7 separate regions of the Mus musculus genome follow, and regions 2, 3, 4, 5, 6 and 7 are each linked to region 1. Evidence: chromatin contacts called from public ChIA-PET and promoter capture Hi-C data. All regions are on one chromosome and are shown on one strand. Each heading gives the region's core, a stretch centred on a gene start, on an enhancer-like site or on the middle of the called end of the contact. The rest is flanking DNA. Distances are from core to core; before and after follow the strand shown.

The links. Promoter capture Hi-C pulls out the DNA fragments that hold promoters and counts their contacts. ChIA-PET counts read pairs in DNA pulled down with a chosen protein or histone mark.
Region 2: a contact with region 1 is called in a promoter capture Hi-C map of pre-B cells, with 3 times the contacts expected there. The contact joins the promoter of Lpcat1 here to the promoter of Pdcd6 in region 1. A contact is called at or near these places in 3 of 39 promoter capture datasets (cranial neural crest, hippocampal neurons and pre-B cells) and 1 of 115 datasets of contacts at active chromatin or transcription factors (memory CD8 T cells).
Region 3: a promoter capture Hi-C map of pre-B cells shows a contact between it and region 1, with 2.6 times the contacts expected there. The contact joins the promoter of Clptm1l here to the promoter of Pdcd6 in region 1. A contact is called at or near these places in 8 of 39 promoter capture datasets (the C10 cell line, cranial neural crest, embryonic stem cells and 3 more), 4 of 484 Hi-C or Micro-C datasets (the G1E-ER4 cell line and liver), 1 of 115 datasets of contacts at active chromatin or transcription factors (memory CD8 T cells) and 1 of 9 other capture datasets (adipose tissue).
Region 4: an RNA polymerase II ChIA-PET map of memory CD8 T cells shows a contact between it and region 1, with 15 read pairs. The contact joins the promoter of Tert here to the promoter of Pdcd6 in region 1. A contact is called at or near these places in 3 of 39 promoter capture datasets (hippocampal neurons and liver), 3 of 484 Hi-C or Micro-C datasets (the G1E-ER4 cell line and liver) and 1 of 115 datasets of contacts at active chromatin or transcription factors (memory CD8 T cells).
Region 5: a contact with region 1 is called in an RNA polymerase II ChIA-PET map of memory CD8 T cells, with 4 times the contacts expected there. The contact joins the enhancer-like site here to the promoter of Pdcd6 in region 1. A contact is called at or near these places in 1 of 39 promoter capture datasets (cranial neural crest), 1 of 15 datasets of contacts at CTCF or cohesin (large pre-B cells), 2 of 484 Hi-C or Micro-C datasets (cerebral cortex and olfactory sensory neurons), 1 of 115 datasets of contacts at active chromatin or transcription factors (memory CD8 T cells) and 1 of 9 other capture datasets (embryonic stem cells).
Region 6: a contact with region 1 is called in an RNA polymerase II ChIA-PET map of memory CD8 T cells, with 14 read pairs. The contact joins the enhancer-like site here to the promoter of Pdcd6 in region 1. A contact is called at or near these places in 5 of 39 promoter capture datasets (the 3T3-L1 cell line, cranial neural crest, embryonic stem cells and 1 more), 2 of 15 datasets of contacts at CTCF or cohesin (embryonic stem cells and large pre-B cells), 23 of 484 Hi-C or Micro-C datasets (B cells, the Ba/F3 cell line, the N1E-115 cell line and 10 more), 4 of 115 datasets of contacts at active chromatin or transcription factors (astrocytes, effector CD8 T cells, embryonic stem cells and 1 more) and 1 of 9 other capture datasets (embryonic stem cells).
Region 7: a contact with region 1 is called in a promoter capture Hi-C map of liver, with 2.1 times the contacts expected there. The contact joins the promoter of Slc12a7 here to the promoter of Pdcd6 in region 1. A contact is called at or near these places in 2 of 39 promoter capture datasets (cranial neural crest and liver), 1 of 484 Hi-C or Micro-C datasets (muscle stem cells) and 1 of 115 datasets of contacts at active chromatin or transcription factors (memory CD8 T cells).

Annotation. Positions count from the first base shown.
Region 1 is chr13:74,315,595-74,318,907 of GRCm38.p6, reverse strand. It overlaps Pdcd6 (programmed cell death 6), which reads left to right and starts at 1,582. Exons shown (of 6, transcript NM_011051.3): 1 at 1,582-1,801; 2 at 2,517-2,578. The coding sequence starts at 1,701.
Region 2 is chr13:73,465,517-73,468,829 of GRCm38.p6, reverse strand. It overlaps Lpcat1 (lysophosphatidylcholine acyltransferase 1), which reads right to left and starts at 1,599. Exons shown (of 14, transcript NM_145376.6): 1 at 1,313-1,599. The coding sequence starts at 1,447.
Region 3 is chr13:73,602,287-73,605,599 of GRCm38.p6, reverse strand. It overlaps Clptm1l (CLPTM1-like), which reads right to left and starts at 1,598. Exons shown (of 17, transcript NM_146047.2): 1 at 1,201-1,598; 2 at 570-670. The coding sequence starts at 1,362.
Region 4 is chr13:73,625,077-73,628,389 of GRCm38.p6, reverse strand. Tert (telomerase reverse transcriptase) reads right to left here and starts at 1,479. Exons shown (of 16, transcript NM_009354.2): 1 at 1,142-1,479; 2 at 1-1,039. The coding sequence starts at 1,360. RefSeq lists enhancers at 1,540-1,560, 1,701-1,720 and a promoter at 1,390-3,313.
Region 5 is chr13:73,645,052-73,648,364 of GRCm38.p6, reverse strand. Tert (telomerase reverse transcriptase) reads right to left here. Exons shown (of 16, transcript NM_009354.2): 12 at 2,058-2,184; 13 at 1,527-1,588; 14 at 294-418; 15 at 1-77. Among named protein-coding and RNA genes, the nearest start is that of Tert, 20 kb to the right of the region's middle. Within about 2 kb of position 1,469, at least 10 of the 459 cell types and tissues checked have an H3K27ac peak or open chromatin away from gene starts, as enhancers often do. A contact at or near this core is called in memory CD8 T cells, where this site is marked.
Region 6 is chr13:73,723,950-73,727,262 of GRCm38.p6, reverse strand. No RefSeq gene overlaps it. Among named protein-coding and RNA genes, the nearest start is that of Slc6a19, 25 kb to the right of the region's middle. Within about 2 kb of position 1,757, at least 37 of the 459 cell types and tissues checked have an H3K27ac peak or open chromatin away from gene starts, as enhancers often do. A contact at or near this core is called in B cells, effector CD8 T cells and memory CD8 T cells, where this site is marked.
Region 7 is chr13:73,762,125-73,765,437 of GRCm38.p6, reverse strand. Slc12a7 (solute carrier family 12, member 7) reads right to left here and starts at 1,741. Exons shown (of 24, transcript NM_011390.2): 1 at 1,548-1,741. The coding sequence starts at 1,671.

The sequences.
Region 1 (3,313 bases), core at 333-2,832:
ATTAGGTTAAAGGAAAGAGTGGCCCAATATGCAGACACATGATATGATTAACATCATAGGAGGACAGGGTTATCTCATTTATTTCTCTACTGGAAAGCTTAGAACAGACCTGGTTAAGAGGAAACTAAACCTGAGATAGGGCAAGGAGATAGATGGTGGCACCTGGAAGACAACTACCTGTAAGCTGTTGCAGAAGGTGGTCTCTTTGGGACTGGACCTTTATAGCATTCCAAAGTCAGCAAACAGCTGGTAGAGTCCCGGATTCAGCAGCCTCGGGTCTGCTGAAGTTTCTCTGTACTGGAAAACTTCCAGTTCAAGTAGGAAAATTATGATTAATATTTTTGTATTTCTGGTAAAGAGAAAAGGAGCCAGAGAGAGGACAGAATAAAAATAGATCTCAGATTCTAAATAAAAGAACCAGAAAAGTCTAAAAGATTATTCAAAAGTGAGATGAACAGTTTATGAGAAATTATAAAAAATGAATTCGCCAAATCCTGGAAAAAAAATCTACCTTTCTTAAAGAATTTTGTAGATTTTGAGGTAAATGTCAAAGCTATAAGATGTTTCTTTGAGCAATTTGAAAGTCTCTTAAGATGTCCTAAGAACAAGAGAAATGGAGCAGAAAACGATACAGTTGGGACTTGATCAGATCTATAGCTGTGCTAAATAATGGATGATTATCCACATGGAAGTTTCAGATGTACAAGGCCATACTCTTGGCCCTTGGTCTCTTCACCCTCTTCTTTAGTTATGGGGTAAACAAACCCCCCATAAAGACAGCATAGCAGTTCTTATTATAAGTCTGTCCCTGGATGAGGACTACAGGAAGGCTGGAATAATCCTATGGCAGAACGGAGTAATCTGTATCTTGAGCTATTCACAGTATTCAGATTTAGGTGGAAGGATGGCCTGACAGCCCGTGAATGTGACCGGTTGGTAGTTGCCCCAATGCTATGCATTTTCCCATTTAGGGACATTCCAAACTATAAAAGCACCATAGAATTAGTATCTAGAACGAAAGAAGGAATACTTATAATTAAAAGGAGTAACCACCAAAAGTACAGAAGTCCAAGTAAGGGGTGGAGAAAACACAGCTCTCACCTCAGGACCAAACCTCACTCGGGCCATTTACAAATGAAGTCACTGCAAACCTAGGGAGGCTGGGCATAAACCGATATAAGCAAGTGGGAAGGCAAGAAGGTGTAGTATGGACAGACGGACAAACTCCAGAGTGCACAAAATGCACTTTGCGTTTCCGCCGAGGACTTCATGCGGTTGGTGCACATCACATTCGCACTAAATACTAATGCAGACGTAAAGGGAAGCCGTCGGTCCAAGTGAAAGCTTTCACCACTTTCCGTTACAGGTCGAGGCGTTTTGTAAGCTTGGGTCGGCCCCTCATGGCGTGGTCTCTTCTGAGCTCACCCGCCGCAGCTTCGGGCTGAGACACACAGGAGGGCGGAGCGGGGTGGGGCTGAAAAGGAAAGGGACACCCAAGGCCGGGCAAGAGTAGGAGGCGGAGCTCAGACTAACCCCAAGGCCCTCCAGACGTTGCGTGGCAACGGACCACGCCTGCCAAGTGACTCAAAGGTGCGCGCTTCCGTTGTTCCCAGGAAGTTGTGGGCTCCTGGTCCTGCCCCATAACTGAGGCGGAAGCATAGCTTGTGGAGCTGGGCCGCGTTGCCGCTGTGCATCAGCCCATGGCTGCCTACTCCTACCGCCCAGGCCCGGGTGGTGGCCCCGGCCCTGCTGCTGGAGCTGCACTGCCAGACCAGAGCTTCCTGTGGAACGTCTTCCAGCGGTAAGGCCAGCGCCGCTCAGCTCCTTCGGCCCTTGGGTCGGTCCTCAGTTTTCAGGGCCTATTCTCCAGTCCTCCCTCTCCCCAGCCCTTCATCCCCCGACCTCCTTCCCAGTCCTTCCTACTCCCCTCCATCCCCGACTTTCTCTCTTCTACAATAGCACAGGGTTCAGGGTCATGTTGGCAGTGACTTTGCCCAGGGCCGAAGGGCGCGGAACAGTCGCCCTACAGGGTCAGGTGCTTGCGTTAGAAACAGGACAAATCTTGAATCAGGAAAACGGCATCAGTGAAAAGAGCTGGCTGCTATTGCATGTCTTCTGTCCCTGGCCGTCCTTCTGAATGACTGATTGTCTTTCCACTGACTCGTGCCAAAGAATGACTTATTCGTCCTAGAGAATCTTTCTTTACCTATTATGATGAACTGGTGCAGGTATAAATTAAGCAGACTTGAAGAGCTAACAGAAAGCTTGAAAGGAATAGAGAAAAGATGACTCAACCCCTCCTACTGCTTCTGGTTGTTCATTAGTCTCTGGCACACCTGGGGGCGTGTGACATTCCAGCTGAGCAAAGAGGAAGGTCTGGCCAGAGTAACATTCCAGACCTAGTGTAGATTGATGAAAATGATGTCTTGGCTATGTTTTATTTTTAATACTTCCTTTACATTTAATCACCAGCTTACCTGTTTTCTGTTTGTTTGTTTGTTTGTTTGTTTTTGTAGGGTTGATAAAGACAGGAGTGGAGTGATTTCAGACAATGAGCTTCAGCAAGCATTATCCAATGGTGAGTTGAAGCCTGATTCATTCACAGTAAGCAGTTTCCTTCCTGGAATTATTTCCAAAGAAGTCCTTAAGACTAAATTGCCATTACCGGTATAAGGTAAAGGTGTTTGCTAAGCTTCTGTGTTTGTATTTTCTTAATTATCATTGCTGCCTTACCGAGCTCCAGAACAAATGTATGTGAGCCTCTGAAATGGGAGCTATAGTGTAGACCTTGCCCAAGAGTGAAAAAGGTTAGCTCTGTGCAACAGAGGTCCCTCACTTATCTAGAAGGCCTTTGACCTGCTATCAGTCTTAGCAACTGTTCTGAAGAGGATCATCGGGGACACTGACAAATTGTCAGGTGACATTTAGAAGTAATTGCTTAGTTTTTGAAAGGCTTCAAGATGGTCCTTAGGTACTTTTGTGGAAGTATGTTTGCTATAAGAACTGCTAAAACTTGCCGGGCGGTGGTGGCGCATGTCTTTAATCCCAGCACTCAGGAGGCAGAGGCAGGCGGATTTCTGAGTTGGAGGCCAGCCTGGTCTACAAAGTGAGTTCTAGGATAGCCAGGGCTATACAGAGAAACCCTGTCTCGAAATAACAAAAAAAAAAAAACAAAAAAACAAACAAAAAAAACCCTGCTAAAACTTAAAAGAAGGGTGCACTGAGCTGGGGGTGCTGGAGAGATGGCTCAAAGGTCAAGAACACTGGCTGCTCTTCCAGAGGACCTGGGTTTAATTCCCAGCACCCACATGGC
Region 2 (3,313 bases), core at 350-2,849, 850 kb after region 1:
TGGAAAGAATAACTAGGAATGGGTTGTTGATGGTGATTAGGGTGGGATGTAGTAGGATGAACCAGGAGGGACTTGACTTGGGAGGGGTCCCAAATCCACACAGGCAGCAGATCCGGGAGGAAGGAAGACCCACAAGTGACAAGGGATAGAGTTGTAGGGTAGGAGGTTGTGGACTGAAACTGAGAGTAATAAAGTTCAAATATGACTGCACCCTAAGCCCTCCTGCTGGGCACAGCCCCAGGCCGTGAGGAGCAACCTGACAGCAGCAAAGACTTCAGGAAAAGCCTCACAGGCTCCAGACACAACCAGGAAAGAGGACAAGACCTGGGGGCCAATATGAGGCCTTTACTTTACACTCTCCGTGTTCAATTCTGCTGACCATCCATTCCTACGGGTGATAACTAACCCCACTGGATGCTTTGAGCAGAAACCGGTGCTTGGGAAAGTAATAATTTCAACAGACTTTACCTTAATATTATGTCTGATAGGTTACACATTTAAAAACACCATCTCCTCCTAGAGCTGGTCCCTTACAGTTGGAAATACTACTCTGCCTGTAAACCACGGAAGTCTGAAACTGTGAACTCTGCTCATTACTCAAAGAAGGGTCCCAGAAGTGACCACAGCACCACAGACCTGGCCCCTGAGTAAAAAAAGGTCCCACGTGCCGGGTCTCACGGTGAGAACCACAAGAACAGATAGCAACTGTGCCTAGATCCAGGTCCCCGCTCACTACTAGCCAGCCGCAGCGCACAGGTTCCCTCTCACGTGGGAACTATGTTGTATAAAGTTGATACCGGGCACAGGCAGCCCAAGGGAGCATCGCTAACAACCGACACAGTGTACTAGACACAGGAAACAATCTGCAAACATGGATGTGGAAATCATCCTATTGGGTTATGCCAGGGGCCCCGCGCGTCCGGTGCTCCAGATGACAATTCAGGTTCCGACACTAGGCCACGGAGACACACAGTAGGCCTCCTAGCTGTGCGGAGACGCTGGAAAGGGGCTGCCTGATGCGAGGACACCCCCCCACCCCCGCCCACCTCCAGGCCTCCTGCTGGCGGGAACCCGGGCCAGGCCTGGGATGAGGGTGCAGGGCCCAAGGGATGGAGTGCAGGGTCCAGTACCGAAACCAAAAGGGTGTAAGTCGGCGTGCACGCAGGCGGCGGGAAGCGGGACCCTGGCGCGGGTTGGAAGAGTGCTGCAGGGGAGGGGTGCGGCTCACGGAGGACCGGGCGGCGCCCAGCCCCTCCCCACCGCATCCCGAGCGCATCCTGGATAGAGTACAGCAGCGCTGCGGAGAACCCACCTGGGCCTTCTGCAGGGCGCTCAGTCGCAGCTCGTGCACGAAGGGGTTCCGCCCCGGGGGCGCTAGGCGCCGCGCGTCGCCTGCCCCAGAGCTGGAGGAGGGGGCGGCCCGCGGCCCGCGGCCCCGCAGCCTCATGGCTGCCCGCGCCTGAGCAAGGAGTAGAGCAGATGGAGCTCAGCCGACCGAGCTCAGCTGAACCGAGCCAAGCACAGAAGAGCCGAGAGCAGCAGAGCTAGCAGAGCGCGCGGGAGAGGGCCTAGGATGCGCGGCCGCCCGGAGGCGCAGGCGCGGGAGGGGCGGCGTGACGTGGGTGGGGCCAACGGGGTGCCCCGCCCAGACCGCTCTGGGCTATGAATGCGCCTGCGCGTCTTAAGGCTCCTGGACTTAGGGGAATCCTGCGAATTTGCATGTGTAGGGAGACCTTAAATTTTGGGTCGCAGGACTGAACTGGGCAGGCCCACTTCTCAGCGCAACGCTGTCCTCACAGGCAGCTTCCTTCCCCTAACCATTGTAATCCATCAGTCGCCATCGAGGGAGAAGATAGGCTAGGAGACCCTAATTTGTATCACACCATTAACTAGGACTCTAAATAGCCTTTCTGCTAAAATGTATTCATTTGACTCACTGGATGCCTTTTGTACTTTGTATCCTGTTTTAAAATAGGATACAAAGTAGCTTTCTGATCAAAATGTATACATTTGAAAAACTAAAGAAATGCCTTTTGTAGCAACACCAGGTGCTTTTATTTGTATAGCTCATAGAACACTCAACAAGCAGGTACTGGGAGACAGAGGGTCTAGCCTCAGTCACCAGACAGGAAAAAGGAGCTAAATTCTGCCTAATTCCAGATACCCTTGGCTTCCTGTCTAACCTCCCCAAAGTCCAAACTTCCTGTGGACACCAGAGCTCTCAGAGTCTCCACCACATCCTCTCACAATAGAGTGACCAGAGCCTCTGATAACTCCTGACAGAAATGTGACCAGGCTCTGTTTTGAGGAGTTGGCTAGAAGAAAAATGCTCGCACAGATCTTGTCACTTCAAAGCTTCATCTTGTATTGGACACGTGACGTTATCTTGAGATTCCCTTGTCCCCTCTGCAAAATGAGCCATGAAGCAGCGACAGTACACATAGCCTTTCCTCTGGGCTAAGAAGGCTGTGGAGATCCTTAAGGACTATGAGCAAACTTAATGTTCTTTTTTTTTTTTTTTTTTTTTTTTCAAGACAGGGTTTCTCTGTTTAGCCCTGGCTGTCCTGGAGCTCACTTTGTAGACCAGGCTGGCCTCGAACTCAGAAATCCACCTGCCTCTGCCTCCGAGTGCTGGGATTAAAGGCGTGCGCCATCACACCCGGCCTTAATGTTCTGATATGTTGTCCTGTGACCTAGATTCCACTGATTCTAGATTTTAATTCCCATTTGTTCAAGTCTCAGACACAAGAGTGTAGCATCCAAGGATCTTCAGCTCCCTGTCAAGAAAACCCCAGGGCACAAAGGCCTATCAGGCTTACAAACAGACCTTTAGAGGAAGGAAGACAGGCGGGCCAGGTGCCACCTGAAGTCTACAAGCAAAGAAGCCTGCGGGTATCCTGGGCCAGGATTTCTGTAGCCTCAAAGCTGGGTCATAGAAAGCTGTGAACATCCTGTGTAGCGGTGTTGACCCAAGTCCACATATTTTGTGGAAAGAAAATCTTTTGCAGGTGATCATGATGACTCTAATAGATTTGTCAGGACCCATCCAGTATTAGTGATGTCTTTGTGAATGGGAGATTTGAATGAGGAGACAAGGCAGAATGGGGGGTGGGGGGATGCCATGTAAGACCAAGTTTTCCTAATTGAGGATGTTCAGCCACCTGAAGCTGGAGAGAGAGCTGGGAGGACCCTTCCTTAGAGACATCAGGGAGAGCTGCCTCTACCTTGATCTTGGTCGTTTATCTTTCTGAGGTGTGAGAGGATGCAGCTGTTTTTTCATCCAGATTGTAATCAATTGTTCAGAGCCCCAGGA
Region 3 (3,313 bases), core at 349-2,848, 710 kb after region 1:
AATGGCACCAGGACGTCCAACCTCCATTTCAAGAGGATGGGCATGGGTAGTTAATAACTACCCTAGGGCCACAGGCTAATAGGCATGGACAGTGATGCACTGGGTGGGAGCTAAAGACTGGTTGGCTAGTGAGCTTGATACCTGTTGGGCAGTACAGGATCTTGATTGGATGAGCAATTTTACAAATTTTATTTGAACTTTTGCACGTTAAAATCATATGTCAAATGCTAAGCCATGTTAATTCCCAAAAGTTACTGTATATAGCTGAGCATTGAGATTTATATTCTAATGCCAAAGGTCACTTACTTGTAAGTAACAAGTGAACTAACTACTCTTACTAGGTAGGCCAATGTATCATTCCTTGGGAGACTACATGGGCTGTAGTAAACCACGCTGCCCTTAGATTGCAGTAAAAGCTACTTGCTAAGTGACAAACACCTGTTACTTTCAGCTTGACTGTTTACACAGACCCTAGACAGGAGTGCTTCTATAGGATGTCCTCACTCTACATACAATGCTATCCATGACATCCTGGAACCCATCTCTGGCAATCTGTCCCACATCCACACCTTTCAAATTTGGAATCCACATCAAAGTCTTCCACGTTCAAGATCAGGTCCACATTGTTCTCTGCACCAAGGCTGGACCGTGTGGTGGTGTAAACACTCAGCTGGAAAGAGTGAGCAAGAATGAATAGCCAAAAGGTCCTGATAGAAAACATGTAACTATTGTGAGAGGGTAGCAATCTGAGGGCTACCTCTCAGAGGGTGAGCTTGGGCAAGATGGCCTGTGTGACACTGCTGTGAACAAGGAACCTAACTGTAGAGCTGACCTGTCCGGAATTCCCACTAGAAGCAGGAAGTGACACAGGTGATAAGAGGGCAGAGCTAGCAGCCTGACTCCCATATGGCTGGAGATCTCCTGTTAACTTCCACTGGGGTCCCGTTAGGAAACACGTGTAGGGCAACTGGATCTCAGTTATAATCGGGGTAGGGCAGAGCACCAAGGGGTAACAAGAGAGCAGCAGAGAACAGAGAAGTCTCAACTCCAGCTCTCACTGCCACCTAACCAGAACATTGGACAGTGACATCAGTGATAAGGGGCAAAACTGGTAGCCCGAAACCCTCTGACCAGTGCCAGTAGGGGGTGGGTGGTAGCACCCGGCCGGGAGGCGCCTTCTTAGGGCTCCCGGACGCTCACCTGCAGTTTGGGCCGCAGGGCCAGATAGGGCTGGATGCAGTTGGAGTCACCCGAGCACGGACGGGTATAGACGATACCGTACATGACCCAGCAGGTATGCACCACGTACACCAGGAACACGCCCACCACCAAGCTGGTAAAAGAGCTGCGGCCGCTCCACATGGCGCCGCAACCTGCGGGCCGAGCGCCGCCGCCGCCCGCCGCTCACGGGAGAGCCGCTGCGCGCCACCGCCACCGCCGCGGGGAAACCAACGCGCCTCGCGCGGGCCGCCGGCCGCCCCGCATGCTCCCGATAACCCACACCCGGCGCTGGGGGATTGGCCGGATTTGCCGGCCACCGCTTCCGGGAACCGAGCAGCTGGCGGAAGTGGACGCGCACGGCCCTCTGGGAGCCAGACGCTCCGCCACGCACTCGCAACCTCACGACGACCGCACGACCGGCGCGCGCGCGTGACGTCAGCCTCTTGCGCCGTACTCCCGGCATGCCTGTGGGAGCCCAGGTCCGCCACCAACCTTGGCGGCACCCGGTTCTTGGAAATTTTTTCTTTGCGTTGCTCTTCTTAAGGCCCTGTGCAGCCTTACGGCGGCGCCCCAGGATGATGGCGGGGACGACCCTGATCCTGGCTCTTCAAAGTCTAGGGGAGCGTCCAAAAGTTAAGAAAACACGGAGGAGACTCAGGAAACTCAAATACCGATTTCTCGGGTGTGAGGTTACTGTGTTGATAACATGCAGTTCAAGATGGCCAGAAAAGGTCAAAAAGAGTTTTTACAGGTCACTTGCCCCTTTTGTCAGAAGAATAAGTTCCTTTGCGGTAATATAAATCTTAATCCTGGCTAACATGCAAAGGTAGGTTATATCTCAAGAAGATCTTTTTCCCGGACTTCCCATTACTCATTCAGATAAAACCATCTGGGTTCTTAAATTTATTTATTCACTTTACATCCCGATGTCAGCCCCTACTCTCCTCTTATCCTCTCCCCTGTCCCCTCTCCCCTTCTCATCTCAGAAGGGGGTAGGCCACTCAGATAAACCATCGGAGTCCATTAATTGTTCACTTTACGTCCTGATGCCAGCCCCTACTCTCTTCCCTACTCCCTCTCCCCTTCTCTGAGAAGGGGAGGCTCCACTGGGTACCAACCCACCCCTGGCACATCAAGTCACTGCAGGACTGGCCACATTCTCTCCCACTGAGGCCAGACAAGGCAGCCTAGTTAGGGGAACGGGATCCACAGGTAGGCAACACTGGGACAGACCCGGGTCCATTTGTTGGGGAACTTGAATGAAGACCAAGCTGCACATCTGCTATATATGTGTTGGGGTGGGGTGTAGGTCCAGTCCATGTATGCTCTTTGGTTGGTGGTTTAGTCTTTGGGAGACCCCCAAGGGCCCAGGTTAGTTGACTCTGTTGGTCTTGTGGACTCCTGTCCCCCCCAGATCTCAATTCTTGCTCCAACTTTTCTATAAGACTCCCCAAGCTCTGTCTAATGTTTAGCTGTGGGTCTCTGTATCTGTTTCAGTCAGCTGCTGGGTAGAGCCTCTTAAGAGGACAGTTATGCTAGGCTCCTCTCTGCAAGAATAACAGAGTATCAGGTTCTTCTGGCCTTCATTTTAATCTTCTTAAATATTTCTTGGTTTAGGGTATACACAGTTTCTAGAGTGAAGTGGCCAGTGCTGTGACAGCCCAGGACGATGGCCTGCAGAGATCAAGCAAAAAATGATATTTCCTGTTTTCAGAAGCTTGTTGGCTGTTGGTGCTTTTCATTAGTGACCAGCTCCTTACTCTATGGTGGCCTCAGAAACTTAAGTTTTGGAGCTCATTGTTCTCAAAACGGCATTCTCATGTTTCTCACACGTGTAATCAGAAGTGTGATTGGGCATTTTCTAAAAATGGTGCTTTTAAATAGAAGGTTTCAGAAATGGAGCACCTATTTCAGCATGAGGGTATCTTAGGGTTTCTATTGCTTCGATGAACACCATAACTGAAAGAAATTTGGAGAGGAAAGGGTTTATTATGCTTATGTATCCACATCACTAAAGGATATCAAGGAAGGTTCTGAAGCAGAAGCCATGGAGGAATGCTGCTTACTAGTTTACTCCCATGGCTTGCTCAGC
Region 4 (3,313 bases), core at 230-2,729, 690 kb after region 1:
ACCTGCAATGTGACCTGAGGAGTCTGACATATTGGCACTCTGCATGGTTCACCAGCAGCTGTTGGAACAGGGGCCGCATCTGCCAGTATCGACGCGATAGACGGTGTGTCCTGCAGAGTGGTCCTGATGTCCTAGGCCTTGAGCCCAGAAAGATGATCTCCACCAGTCTCCTGGCCCCAGTCAAGTTAGGCTGGAGGTTGCTGAGTAGGAATGAGGGGTTTAGACGCTCTTGGCCATCTCCCCTGGAGTAAAGGAAATGTCTGGTCTCAATAAATGGCCTGAGCTGAAAGGCATTTTGGCGGGGTGGTGACAGCAGAGATGTGGAGCTGGGCTTGTGTTTACAGCACACCGACCCAGAGAGACTCAGGTCAGACACCTTTCCTTTAGAAGACAAATCTTTCTCTGCAGTAGGCACCTCGGGGGACCGAGCAGGACTTGGCACCCATGATTTGCCTGATGGGGTTGGTAGCACCTGCCTGTGGGGTCCCTCCTCCACTCTCGGGACAGGATAGCATCTGGCCTTCTTAGCTGAAGGCACACTTGTACTGGTGAGACTCAGATGCCTCTTTGTACCTCGAGATGGCAAGGCCAGGGGTTTCGGTGCTTCCTGGCGACTACTGCTCTTGATCTGTTGTAAGAACCTAAGGTTAGTGAAATTCCTGCCCACGGGTCGGGTGGGCCTGTAACTAGCGGACACAGAGGGCCAGATATCCGTGGTGGCACAAATTTGGTACAGGGGAGACCCACACACCTGGTAGGCACAGCTGGGGGGCACCAGAAGATAAAGAGCACAGTGTGCCAGCAGGTAGACCAGCAGGTCGTCGCCCACTCGGCTCAACAGTAGCATCCATGCACCACTGACACGCAGGGTCTCAATAACAGTGTTGGGCAAGTAGCTACGCACGCTACTAGTGAAGGCCATGGGAGGCCCGCCTCTGGCCTCGTTAAGCAGCTCAAAGCCAAAAGCCAGCACGTTTCTCTCGTTGCGCTCGCAGAGTCTCTGCACAACCCTGGCCACCAGCTCTTTCAGGGATGACACCTGGTAAGGAGAAGAGGGTCTTGACACATGAGCTAGACGCACTATCCCACGTCCTCCCGGCTTTCCGCCCCTGACCCATGGGGATCCCGCCTGGAGGCCCACCTGGTGGAAGGAAAGGTCGGCAGGTGGAGGCTGTGAGCCCCAGTGCATGCACACTAGGCATTGGGCAACCAAAGTGCGGTAGATCTTCGGGTCCCCGGGTTGCACAAGCCGCCTGCCCTCGGGCCCCAGGCGCCGCACAAAGGTTGCCAGCGGCCACACCTCCCGGTATCGGCTGCGCAGCAGAGAGCGCACCGCGGGGCAACGAGGAGCGCGGGTCATTGTGCTCAAGGCCGGGATGGGCCTCCCACGTGCGGGAACCAAGATGCAAGGGTGTGCTTAGAAAACAGCCAGGACCCAGGCCACTGAGAGTCCACGACGAAAAAGATGAGGCTGGGAACGGAGGAAGGGGCGGGATTCAGGCGGACCAAGCGTTGTAGCGGAAGGGGCGGGGTCGCAGCAATAGTACTTTTCCGTTGATGGTCACAATGCTGGTGCATGAGGACCAGGTGTGTTCCCCGGCCAAGTTCAGTGGTTGCTGGATGTGTTGGAGTAACGAAAGGGGGCGCACTCATGCAGGATTTCCCTCTACAGAATGCTTCTCGGGCTTCCTTTTCGCCCTGAGCTGGGAATCCCCAGGTGGTCTAGACTGGGGCGAGGTTTGGGCAAGCAAAGAAGCCTATCCTTGATGTATTGAAGGTTAGGTAGGCGGAGGGACCTAAGGTTTTGCCTGTTCCTGAGCTGACTGCTCCAGCCTGCTGTGGTTGACACAGACAGTGAGGTGGGTGGTGGCAATCTCAGTTCTTAATGATTACAGCTGAAATTCTACTATATAGGTTAAGGCTTTATTGTGGTGCGACCATACACTCAGATCCCAAATATGTTCCGTAAACACCCACCACCAAAGGAAGGGGACTAGGTAAAAGCCCTGCGTTAGCTTTTTTCACTGTTCCAGTGGCCTTCACCTCAGAGTCCAGAGCATCATCTCAACTCACGCACCCATAGCAAGGCCAGGGCCATTGGGTGAGGGCGCTTGCCTGTGCACACAGCCAAAGCGGCGACCTCGACCTTAGGATGGCAGCTCTGCTAGGTTGGCAACTGTGATAGTACTTGCACGTGTGAGGCGGGGGTAGGATAGGGGTGGGGGTTGTTGTTGGGGCATATGTAATGACACGACTCTGAGCCATAGTTAGAGAGGGGCTGCTGAATTTTGAATCTCTGGGAAATAGGGAATCTGTGATCTCTACTGTAGCTGAGTTTGGCAAACACTGAAATGCTAACAAATATAACCTTTGGTGCCTTCAGCTTTCTGAGGAAATTGCTTCTATCCACCGACCTAGCATTTGAACAGGCGCGTTTTCATATTTACTCCCTTATAGGAGGTCTGCCGCCTTGTAAATGCTCAGGATTACAGGAGCTATTTTAGAAGTCCGTTTAGTGGACATCAGTCTTTTTGAGGGGTTTGTTTGAGATTTGCTTAGTTCTGCTACTTAGGAGATATGGGCCTGAACTGAGAAATTTATGCCAACAATGAAGCTACCTTAGTGTAGTTCCCCAAAGAAACCAGCATAGAAAACAGTCTCAAAAATAAGAATATCGCGGGGCATGGTGGTGCACACTTGTAAGCTACCTTAGTGTAGTTCCCCAAAGAAACCAGCATAGAAAACAGTCTCAAAAATAAGAATATCGCGGGGCATGGTGGTGCACACTTGTAAGCTACTCTTGGGAAGTAGAGGCAGGATGAGAAGGCATTCAAAACCAGGCCAGCTACATGCTGAAATTTAGGTCCACTTGGGCAAAATGAGACCCTGCCTCAAAAAAACAAAGAAGAGGAGGGAGGGGGTAGCACTTGCTGACTACACAACCCTGGGTTCAAGCATCAGAATCAAATAACAACAGAGTAGAAGAAACTGAAGTGGAAAACGAGTGGAAGTTGTCTACCAGCAACGATGAAGCCAGGAAAAGGGAGCCTTTGTGTAACAGGCCTGCTTTAGAAAGCTGTTCTTAGAGACATGAGGCCAGGGAGAGGCCTTTTTGGGGAGGGGCTGCACCCTAGGAGCTATCCCAGAGACAGACAGTGGTAGAGGTTATAAACCCTGCAGGGAAGGAGGTAGAAGAGAGGACCTCAAGTATCCCTACCCATATAGGAAGCAGGAAATCCTCGGGGACCTGTCATGCTCCAGCCTTCTACCCCAACATGCTGGCAGCAACCGACTCCCACTGGATTCTCCCCCA
Region 5 (3,313 bases), core at 220-2,719, 670 kb after region 1:
CTTGAGCAGGAAGGCCTGGTAGCAGAGCCAATGTGCGGCTTCAGGAGGAAAGGAGCCAGAGGCCTTTAGTGTCATTCCTGGGGGATCAGACAGAGGCTGAAGAACCCAGCTGGCCACAGACCCTCATGATCTCTCAACACCTCCCTAACCTGCTAGGGCTGAGGCCCAGGAAGGATGGTTGGTTACACTAGCTCCTGAGTGAGTGCATGATGCCCCCCTGCCCCCGCCCCCCCGCCCGCCCACCATGAGACCCCGCCCACCGTGAGAATGCTGGCCCTTGGCCGTCTACGCACCTGGATTCTTGACCTTCAGGATAGCATAGCAGCAGGATGCTTGGCTGGAGATGATGCCCAGAAAGAATGTGAGGTTCTTCCTAACACGCTGGTCAAAGGGAAGCTGAATCACACATGCATGGAACCTGGGCGGGAGCCACAGTGGAGAGGAAGAGGCCCTGGTAAGTGTGCATACACACAAGTGCAAGCTCTCGTCTATGCATACATGTGAATTATAAACAGAGATTCATGTGCATCACATATTTGCGTGTACAAATGGAATTACAACTACAAGTGAACACACAAGCATGTGTGTGTGTGCGCGCACACATGTCTTCATTCCTATATAATGTCATGAAACTAGTCCCTTCCCAGGTACCCTGTGCACCTGCTACGTCATGTCATATCGGGGGTAGACTGCCTGACACTGAAATTGTGTCCTCTATAGCACAAGCTCTTCCCCACACCCAGCCCCAGTGACCAGGAGGTTACTTAGAGGCAGCCAGATCCACAGTGGCATAAATCTGACCTGTGGTTGGTATGACCATCTGCCAACTCTCAGCAGAATGGTGCCCTCTGCTACAGCTCTGCAGGGCAGCTCTCCTTTCACGAATCAAGGGAAACCAATTCCACCCCTACAGGAAACCTCAGAAGAAAGGGCCTACGTATGCTGTGTGCCTATGGTCATGTAGAGTAGTGACTGTGTAATGAATGAATGACATGGGTCTGGCCTAGTGCACCTGACTTCAGATGCATAGAACCGAGGACAAAAATGTTCCAGAGGCATAAGCCAATGTGTAGGGCACATTGGTGGCCAGGATACTTTCAGCTGGGTGCTTGTTGTGCCTTCTGGTGCAAGACTGGTGACACTATCAGCAATAGCTCTGGTTCTCTGCTTTCTGGGGCTCTGGGTCCCCCTGCTTCCCTTTCTCATCTGATTCCTTCTGCGGTGCTTTCTTGGGGGGCTCCTTATGCCAGCATCCCCTCCTGTCTCAAGACCACGGGCTCTGGTTAGCACATAAGGTTACATGTGCTCTCTCAGCACAGGGAGACCAGAAGAGGGTCTTACCTTACAAATATGGGGTTGTGTGGAGACTCAACTAAATGCTGCCTTTTCCTGACTGCATTTCAGTGGCCACCCAACCAGGGGGAGCCAAGAGCAGCTCCGCCTTGAGCTTCAGAACCCCAGCCGACAGCAAGGCCGGCATTTCTGGTCTGTGCCTCCCTCTAGTGGTGGCACAGCCCATGACTCACCTGTAGGCCTGAAGCAGGAAGATCTTGTATATATTGATGCAGACTGTCTGGAGGCTGTTCACCTGGAGTCCCAAGAGAAAGAGAACCATCAGCAATGTCCCTGAGATCACAAATGAACACTTTCTGTGTTGTTGTCAAATAGGATGAGAAAGCCACTTGTGGGGAAACTCCCCCACCAAAATCATGCCAGGCCCTCATGGGGAGGAAGCAGGAGAGAGCTGAGGCCAAAGCCTACCACAGTGGCCCCTGCTGGACAGAGACCTCAGCAGTCATGGCCTAAGAGTCAACCGCCAAGGTCAGGATCCAGGGAACCTTTCTCTCTGTGGGAGCGAATGTCAGGATTGGAAAGTGATGGGGATGAGCAGGGTGAATGCTCAGGGATCCTCAGTACACATCCACTTTTCTACATGTTCCTCACATACACGGCTTGCACCTGTACACACATGTGCATATCCATGAACACCCCTGCCCCCCCAGAGAACAGGATCTATCCTAAGATCCAACAGGTGAGGTAGCTGCCTGTTTGCTCACCTGCAAGTCTAGAAATAGACCGTGACACTTCAACCGCAAGACCGACAGGAGCTTGTTCCGCATGGTCTTCCCAGCTTTGAAGACACTCTGGAAGGTGAGGCTCGTCTTAATTGAGGTCTGGGCATAACTGCAGCACAAAGGTATTCTGTGTGATTCCCACACTAAGCTCCTGAGAGACCGACATCAGTGCCCTTCCACCTCTTGTCCCTCTCTGCCACACAAGGCAGGCTTAGATGCGGTTGGACCTTCACACATGGAACCCATTCCGGCTCTTGGGACTCGCTTACAGCACCGCCAGAGCCCTGGACAGCCAAACCCAACCAGATGTAGTGAACAACATACATCTTATCCGGGCATGGGATTACCAGACATCTTTGCTCATCGGTGGCAAATAAGAGCTGTGAAAATTCAGTTCAGAAGGAATTGTAAATCTATAGGAAGTCACAACCCTGTGTGTGCTTCTTTAAGTGTGACTGCAGCCTGACAGAGCACCTTCCCAACACAAGACTGTGATTGGAGCATATTATCTCCAGTCAGAGTTTGGTGACAGCAAACAGTAAGGGATTGCCTACAGTGGTGTCCAACCACCTGCAGACTGCAGGATGCATCTTGGTCACTTTGGGACAACAGATGGGACATGTCCAGGACAGGATGAAGGGGTGTTGCCTTCTTGTCATCCAGTGACTTTGCATGATCCTCAAAGATGAATACAAGCGACAGGTACAATTACCTCTGTCAGGTTTCTTATTTTTATATGTGTGTGAATGCATGCCGGTGAGTGTGGGTGGAGGCCAGAGGAAGGGGTGCCATGCTTCACGATACTCTGCGGTATTCTGTCACTTCTCATCACATTTTGTATGTGAGGAGAAAAAAGAAATTCTTATGTTCACTATGTTTTCCCTTTAGGATGTTGCTAGTCACTCCGGCTGACCTCCAGACACGCTGTCCCTGGCTCAGGCAGAAGGAAGAGCTGAGCTGATGCATCCACACCGAAGCCTCAGAGGGTGAGCTCACAGCCACTCTTGACATGGACTCTGGAAGCAGGAACCTTATGGTCTACATATGGTCTCTCATGGCCCTTGTCCAAGGCCAGGCTGGCTTCCTAAGGGTACGTTTTCAGGCTCTAGCAGTACGCTCAAAGGGGAAATTCTTCTTTGACTGATTTACCCATGACTCCATGACACTGAAGAGTGCCAGGGGCTGGAGCAGGTAAGTTGGTGTGCTCAGCACTGAGCTGGGGGCTGGGGCAGCAAAAG
Region 6 (3,313 bases), core at 508-3,007, 590 kb after region 1:
ACTGTCACTACTCCCAGTTCCAAGTGGAAGGGAGAGTAAGTAAAAGCTAGATGGTCCCAAGCTGATACTGGTATGTTCCTGTCGCTCAGCATTGCACAGAAGGTAGTACATAGCTCAAAGGGAAGCAGAGTTTACACTTGAGCCAAACATGAATGACCACAGCCCCAGAACCCCAAAACACCAGGCACCAATGAGGAAATGGTTTCACAAAGCTTTTTAGTTACAAATACGGTCATAAATCAAGGCATTTCCCAAATACATTGGTTCAGATACAGGATGTATAGAAAACTGGGGGGGGGGGGGGGGGAGATCGCCACCAGAAGTCTTAGATGTTATCTGATGACATTCTTAGCTTTTGGGTTGGTGAAAGCTAGTGGTCTGCTAAAGTGACACATTGCAAGAATTTATCTAATAGTCATAAGGACATTATGTGTGACACAGAGGTGGTGAGTAACTAAGTATTAAGCATATTAAAGATAGCCCAGGGACTGGTAAGATGGCTCAGCGGGTAAGAACACCCGACTGCTCTTCTGAAGGTCCTGAGTTCAAGTCCCAGCAACCACATGGTGGCTCACAACCTTCTGTAAGGAGATCTGATGCCCTCCCTCTTCTGGTGTGTCTGAAGACAGCTGCAGTGTACTTACATATAATAAATAAATAAAATCTTAAAAGTAAAAGAAAACAATGTTTTTTTTTTAAAAAAAAAGATAGCCCAGGATAATTTGACTCCAGAGCTACAACACTCCAAATCTCCAAAACTCAAGACACTTTAGTCAGCTAAATAGCATTTCGAATATTTATCAAAGGTGTGGCTTTTTTCTGTGAATTCACTGGAACAATGGGGAAAAGGTGGGGGAGACAGACAAGTGGGATCTGCCTTGTTCTGTCCACTAAATTCTGTAATTCTAAACTTCTCTTTAAAATGAGCTCTAAACTTAGAGTCAAACCAATGGAACACATTCATTCTTGAGACACTGGAAGGAGTCAGCTAGTATCTTGGTTGTATCTGACACTTGGCCATGAAGGAGGCCCAGGAGAGCTGGTGCTTCCTTCCTTTCTGCCTCCAGAAGATTCTTACCAGCTACGGGGGCCACAGCAGGTAGGGGCCTGAGCTTTCCTGAGCATTGGAACAGAGACAGGCTATGTTCAAATGAGTTCTGGGTGGGTATCCCTATAGCCTACAGGTAGTTTTTCTTTTGGTATTGTACAAGGATTTTAATCCAACAACATGGCTACTCTGACTGGAATACAGACAGGCTCTTAGCACACACCTTTAATCCCTCTGGCTGCAATACAGACACACTCTTAGCACACACCTTTAATCCCAAATAATGAAAGTAAAGTTAGTTTGTAGAAGGAAGCACCCGTGTTTGAAAGTGATGTCTAATTAAAAAGCAGAAAAGTGATGAATTAGAGAGAGCTTAGACAATAGGATATGCCTGTCACGAGAGCAGAGTGAAAAGAAAGGCTACTTAAGAGAGAGCAGTGCAGAGAGAGAAGGGAGGCAGTTTTACCAGACAGTTGTACAGAAACATGTTGCAGAGAGAGAACAAGCTAGACACAGGTGAAGATGGGATGAGCCAGAGAATGGGAAGGAGCTAGAAGATTAGAACATACTGCCAAAGTCAGTGTGAGGCCAAGCAGATCAATTCAGGAGAAGGCAAGAAAAAAGTCAGATAGACTCAGTCAGCGTGGAGAGGAGTCTGAGGCAGAATGGCTGAGTTAAATCAGCCAGTCAGAGATCAGAAAGAAGTAGGAAGTGGTGAGCATGTTCAGCCGCAAGTCTCAGAGACTGAAAACACTCTAGGACTAGATAAGGTTTACGGAGGCTAGACGCTTCCACGATTAGGACTAGGTTAGGCAGACTCAGTAAGCCTCTGAGTCAATTATATCAGGTGAATAAAAGGTACTTTCACACACACACACACACACACACACACACACACACACTATATATATATATATATATATATATATATATATATATATATATATATTCTCATTCATGAGACTGGCAAAAAGATATAACCTTGTAGATGTATGTGGCCAGGGTCAGTTAGAACATCCCAAATGTTTTCTTGATGTATCACAGTCCTAGCTATAAACTTCTGTCTGTCCGCCTGTCTGTCTTCCTTCCTTCCTTCCTTCTTTTTTTAGATTTATTTATCTATTTTGTATGAGTACACTGTTGTTGTCTTCAGACACACCAGAAGAGGGCATCAGATCCCATTACAGGTGGTTGTGAACTACCATGTGTCTGCTGGAAATTGAACTCAAGATCTCTGGAAGAGCAGTCAGTGCGCTCTGTCTCTGTTTCTGTCTCTGTCTCTGTCTCTCTTCCTCTCTCTCAAAAGTCAAAATCTTCAGTTAAGATTTATTTTATTTATATGAGTGCATGGTAGCTGTCTTCAGACACACCAGAAGAAGGTATTTCATGAGGGTGAACCACCATGTAGTTGCTGGGAATTGAACTCAGGACCTCTGGAAGAGCAGAAGGTGCTCTTACCCTCTGAGCCAGCCCCAACTCCTGTCTTTCTAAGAGGTGCTGGAGCATCTCAGCTGCCCCTCTCTGCTCTTGCTCAGCACCTACACGATGTGGTGGCATTTTCCCAGTGACTGTGAAAAGGAACTTGGTCAGAGTGGGGTATGGGTGCTGGTGGGATCAGGCAAGGTCTGTTCAGGATGGGTCTACCTATGGGAGACACGGTGTGGTCAGTGAAGGTGGCTGGGTCATTGCCTGGGTTTACTGAGCAGTGGTGACCAGGATTTGGCTGTCAGTAGGCACATTACAGGTATTTGAGAACTCAGTATCTATCTTAGAGAATCTCAAGGTCACAATACCCAGAAGCTCTCAAGAGAGATCAATGCTGCATCCCTGGCTACACAACTCTTAGGTCAGCTGCTCAGCTCCTGGCTATGGCCTCCCTGAAGAAGGCCCGCCCTACAACAAGACACATCTTTTTGATAGTCCACCAGTGCCCTGGATATCCAAGCTCACACCTAAGATTTCTGGGTGAGTGGACAAGAAGACTCTGTGACAGGAGCCTACTGATGCAGTATTGAGGTGGGAGCATGGGGCAGCCAGGATGGCAGGAGAGACCTAGGAGTCCCAAGCAGAGTCCTTATGACCTAAGTGGACTGACTAATCTTGGGTGACTTGAGCTGGCTGGGGGTGACACTGCTCATCAGGGTTTCCATGGACTAGTGTGCAGATGCCAGGTCCAGGGAGCTGGGTCCTCTGGGGATCCCGACTTGCTTACCCCTGTTCCTCCGTGTAAATGAGATTGTCCCTCTGAAAGCATTACTTCATTAA
Region 7 (3,313 bases), core at 492-2,991, 550 kb after region 1:
TCCTCAGCCCTGACTGGCGTCAGGCACCACTTGAGAGTCCTGATACTGTAGGGAACAAGAAATGAATCAAAAGGAAAATTACCTCTGCCTGAGACACTAATCATATAGGACATCTGCAGAATTGTAGAATTGTCTGTCTCAGGCCACTGGGCACCAGGAAGGGCTTTGGGGGCTCTACTCTGGGGGTCTCTGTGATGCTGCTGACCCTCTTCACACTTCCCTGGCTGATGGACACTGAGTTTGGACTTCTAGATTCTGCCTCCACCTTACAACTGATTTTATGTGTTTAGCCAGGCAGCAGCCCTGAGACATAGAATGCTTTGTCTGTGCAGAGAAAGCTGGACAGTCCAGCATCTCATGGAGAGGGTCACAGAGTGAGACAGGCAGGCTGCGGACCTGGGCTAGGCCACTTCCGGGCCAGCACTCCTAGTCTATGAATGCAGGCTCCTAAAAGTATGGACTAGAGGAAGCGCAGTTTCTACTGCCTGTATTCTGAGCAGCAAAAGCTCTGATGCCATATATAAAAGATCCGTCCATCTCTTGAGGATTGCACCCTCTTTTCCTTCCAGACCCAGAACCTGGAGCCCAAACCTCCAATGTAAAACTTGGGGTAGGTGCAAGGCCAGCTGCAGCTGTAGGTCTGTGCTGGGTCCTCTCACCTATTAGGGCCTATTAGGATCTAGGTCTAGAAGAGAGTTGGAACAGGGAGGAAGCAGTCAGTTCAAGGTGACTTGCCATCAGCAGAGAGGGTGCTGAGAAGTAGGATGGAGAGAGATTCCCAGGCCCATCACCACCCCGTGGAAAGTGAAAGTGCCAGAGAGCTCCGGATCCAAGGAACAAAGAGCAGCAAAGAGAAGCCCGCGCTCAGAGTGCGCAGCCCCCTCCCCAGGCTTACACGGGCCTCTGTCCTTCCTCTAAGATCCCAAGGGAAGTTTGGCTGGTCCAAGGTCAGTGGAGGCAGATCTGGGATCCCAGTCGGATTTATCGGTTGACCACACTGGGCCATCCTGGAGCAAAAGAAAGCTTGCCCAGAGGAAGCTGTCCGTCAGTGAGATCACCCATCCAGGGGTCTGTACCTCCAGCTCTCCCAGGTACCACCTAGACACCTGGGCCTTCCCGTTCCATAGGTACCTCCAGTAGCTCTGCAACTCCTCCCTAGTCCCGTCAGAGTTGCCAAACCAAGTAGTTTCCGGTGCTCCAGCCTCGATGCTCCAGTCAGGCCATGCAGAGAGGTGGGAACCGCGCCCCCAGGGCTGACTGAGTCAGGCCAACAGGGAGATATGCAGCGGGCGCCTCAAGCAAGGAGCAGAGCACTGAATTCAAGAAACTGAACGAACAGGGCCAACAAACCACCAGCCCAAGAATCCTCTCCCGGTCTCGGGTCACTCCTCCGAGCCAGGCAGATACCAGTTGGCCCTTCTGACCCCTTCCCATCGCCCCGCTACGCGCCGCGCGGGCCGCCGCCAACCAACGAGTCAGAGCGGCCCAGCGGCAGCAGAAGGGCCCAGCCTCTGCCTTTGTCCCGTTGCAGGTGCGGCCAAGCTCACCCGGCGTAGGGGAGGTTTGATCCACGCTCTCGGGAGACTCGGGTTCTTCCGTGCGCTCAGCAGCTTCGTCCCCGGCGCCGTCGGCGCGCGCCTCCACCGGCACCACCGTAAAGTTCGTGGGCATGGCTCCGTTAGACTCTGCTGTCCCTCGCAGCCACACGCTGCTCCAGAGCAGCCGCCGGACTCCGGCGTAGGGGCGGGGTCCGCCCGGCCCGCCCTTGCCCGCCACGTGACCTCACCTGCCCGCCCCCACGGCTCGGGAAAAGTTTGCCCGGGGCGGGGTCGGGAGGCTTCCGGAACGACCACGCCCACCAGACGCTCCACCCCTTAAAACTCCGCCCCTGTAGCCACAGTCTCAGGGTTGCCCCGCCAGAGCCCTGTACCCTCAAGGACTCGGTACGCACAAACCCAACCCCTAGAGGCCACCGCTGAATGAACTGCCCACAGATGCAGACCTCCCTCAGCATAAGAGACACCAGTTCCTCCCCGCAGGACCGCGTCCTCCTCCCATTCCTACTCACAACACAGGCTCAGAGCCCTCCCGCCCTCCAAGAGCCTGTCATTCACCACTTCCACAGCTTCAGTTCTTCCATTCTCATTCCAAACTCCCGTGGGGCTCTTCTCCCACCACCCCACAGGTCATGGCTCCTTTCTCTCAGTTTGCAGCTCCTCATCTCCACCAACGCTGGTGATCTGGGCCCAGGCCCTGACCAGGTCAGGCTGCTAACCTAGGCCAGGGAGTAATGGCCAATCAGGGGACGCTGTGCACCCTGGGGTTAAGTAATCCCACCCAAGAAGGTCACTGGGCTCTGGGACAGGCCTAGCCAGCCAAGCCCGAGACTCTTTGTACCTGCTGGCAGGAGTGTTCCACGATCCAACCTGGGGAACCCTTGCAGCCCAAACTTGGAGGGTGGCAGTTCCTCCCTTTGGCTCCAAGGGCAGGTAAATTCCGAAGGTAGTAGTGACAGGAAGATCCGAGCAAAGAGTTCCAGAACACCACATGGTGGAAGTCACAGATCTTCCGGAATTTCAGGACCTTGTGCATTTTCAATGAAAGACTGGTGAAAAACTGGAAACAAATATTCTTCAAGAGAGAATGGAACTAAAATGTTAGGGTATCATACCCAACACATCCTACAAAAAGCCATAGCCCCCAGGTGCAACAAGTCACCCAAAACTGTTTTAGATGGTCAAAGAGAAACACAGGTGATATGCCTAGAGCTGCTCACAACCTGTGGAACAGGGCCAGCCAGGTGGCCTGGCCCAGTTCAATCAGGGACACGGACTGGAAGGCAGCTGCCGGACCAGTGACACCGCTGGGATAGGCTGAGATACGGGAGTTAAAGGGATTTGCATATCCTACCGATGAGAATAAAACATTTTGAAACTAACTCAGAAAAGCCATTTCTGGGAAAGCCCAACTGTACCCAGTATGGCCGGCTTTCTGCCCTCTGCCAGGAAGGAGCTTGGGGGAAACATGGGCCACTCAGGAATGGCCTCTTATACAGTTTCCAGCTCCTATGGGGGATAGGGCACAACTTGCTCAGATCATACTGTCACCCCACCTCCCTCCAGGAGCTATCCATAGCAAATAGGGAAGGGCTATCACCTGTTTCCCCTGCTCAGCTGGACCTTAGGTGGAAATAGTGACCACCTTCTCCTCCTCAGAACACCCTCCAGACTGGCAAACACTTGAAACTTAGGCTCAGTAGGAGAGGGTTCCTACCATTTCAGAGACCCTGGTATCATACCCAACACATCTTACA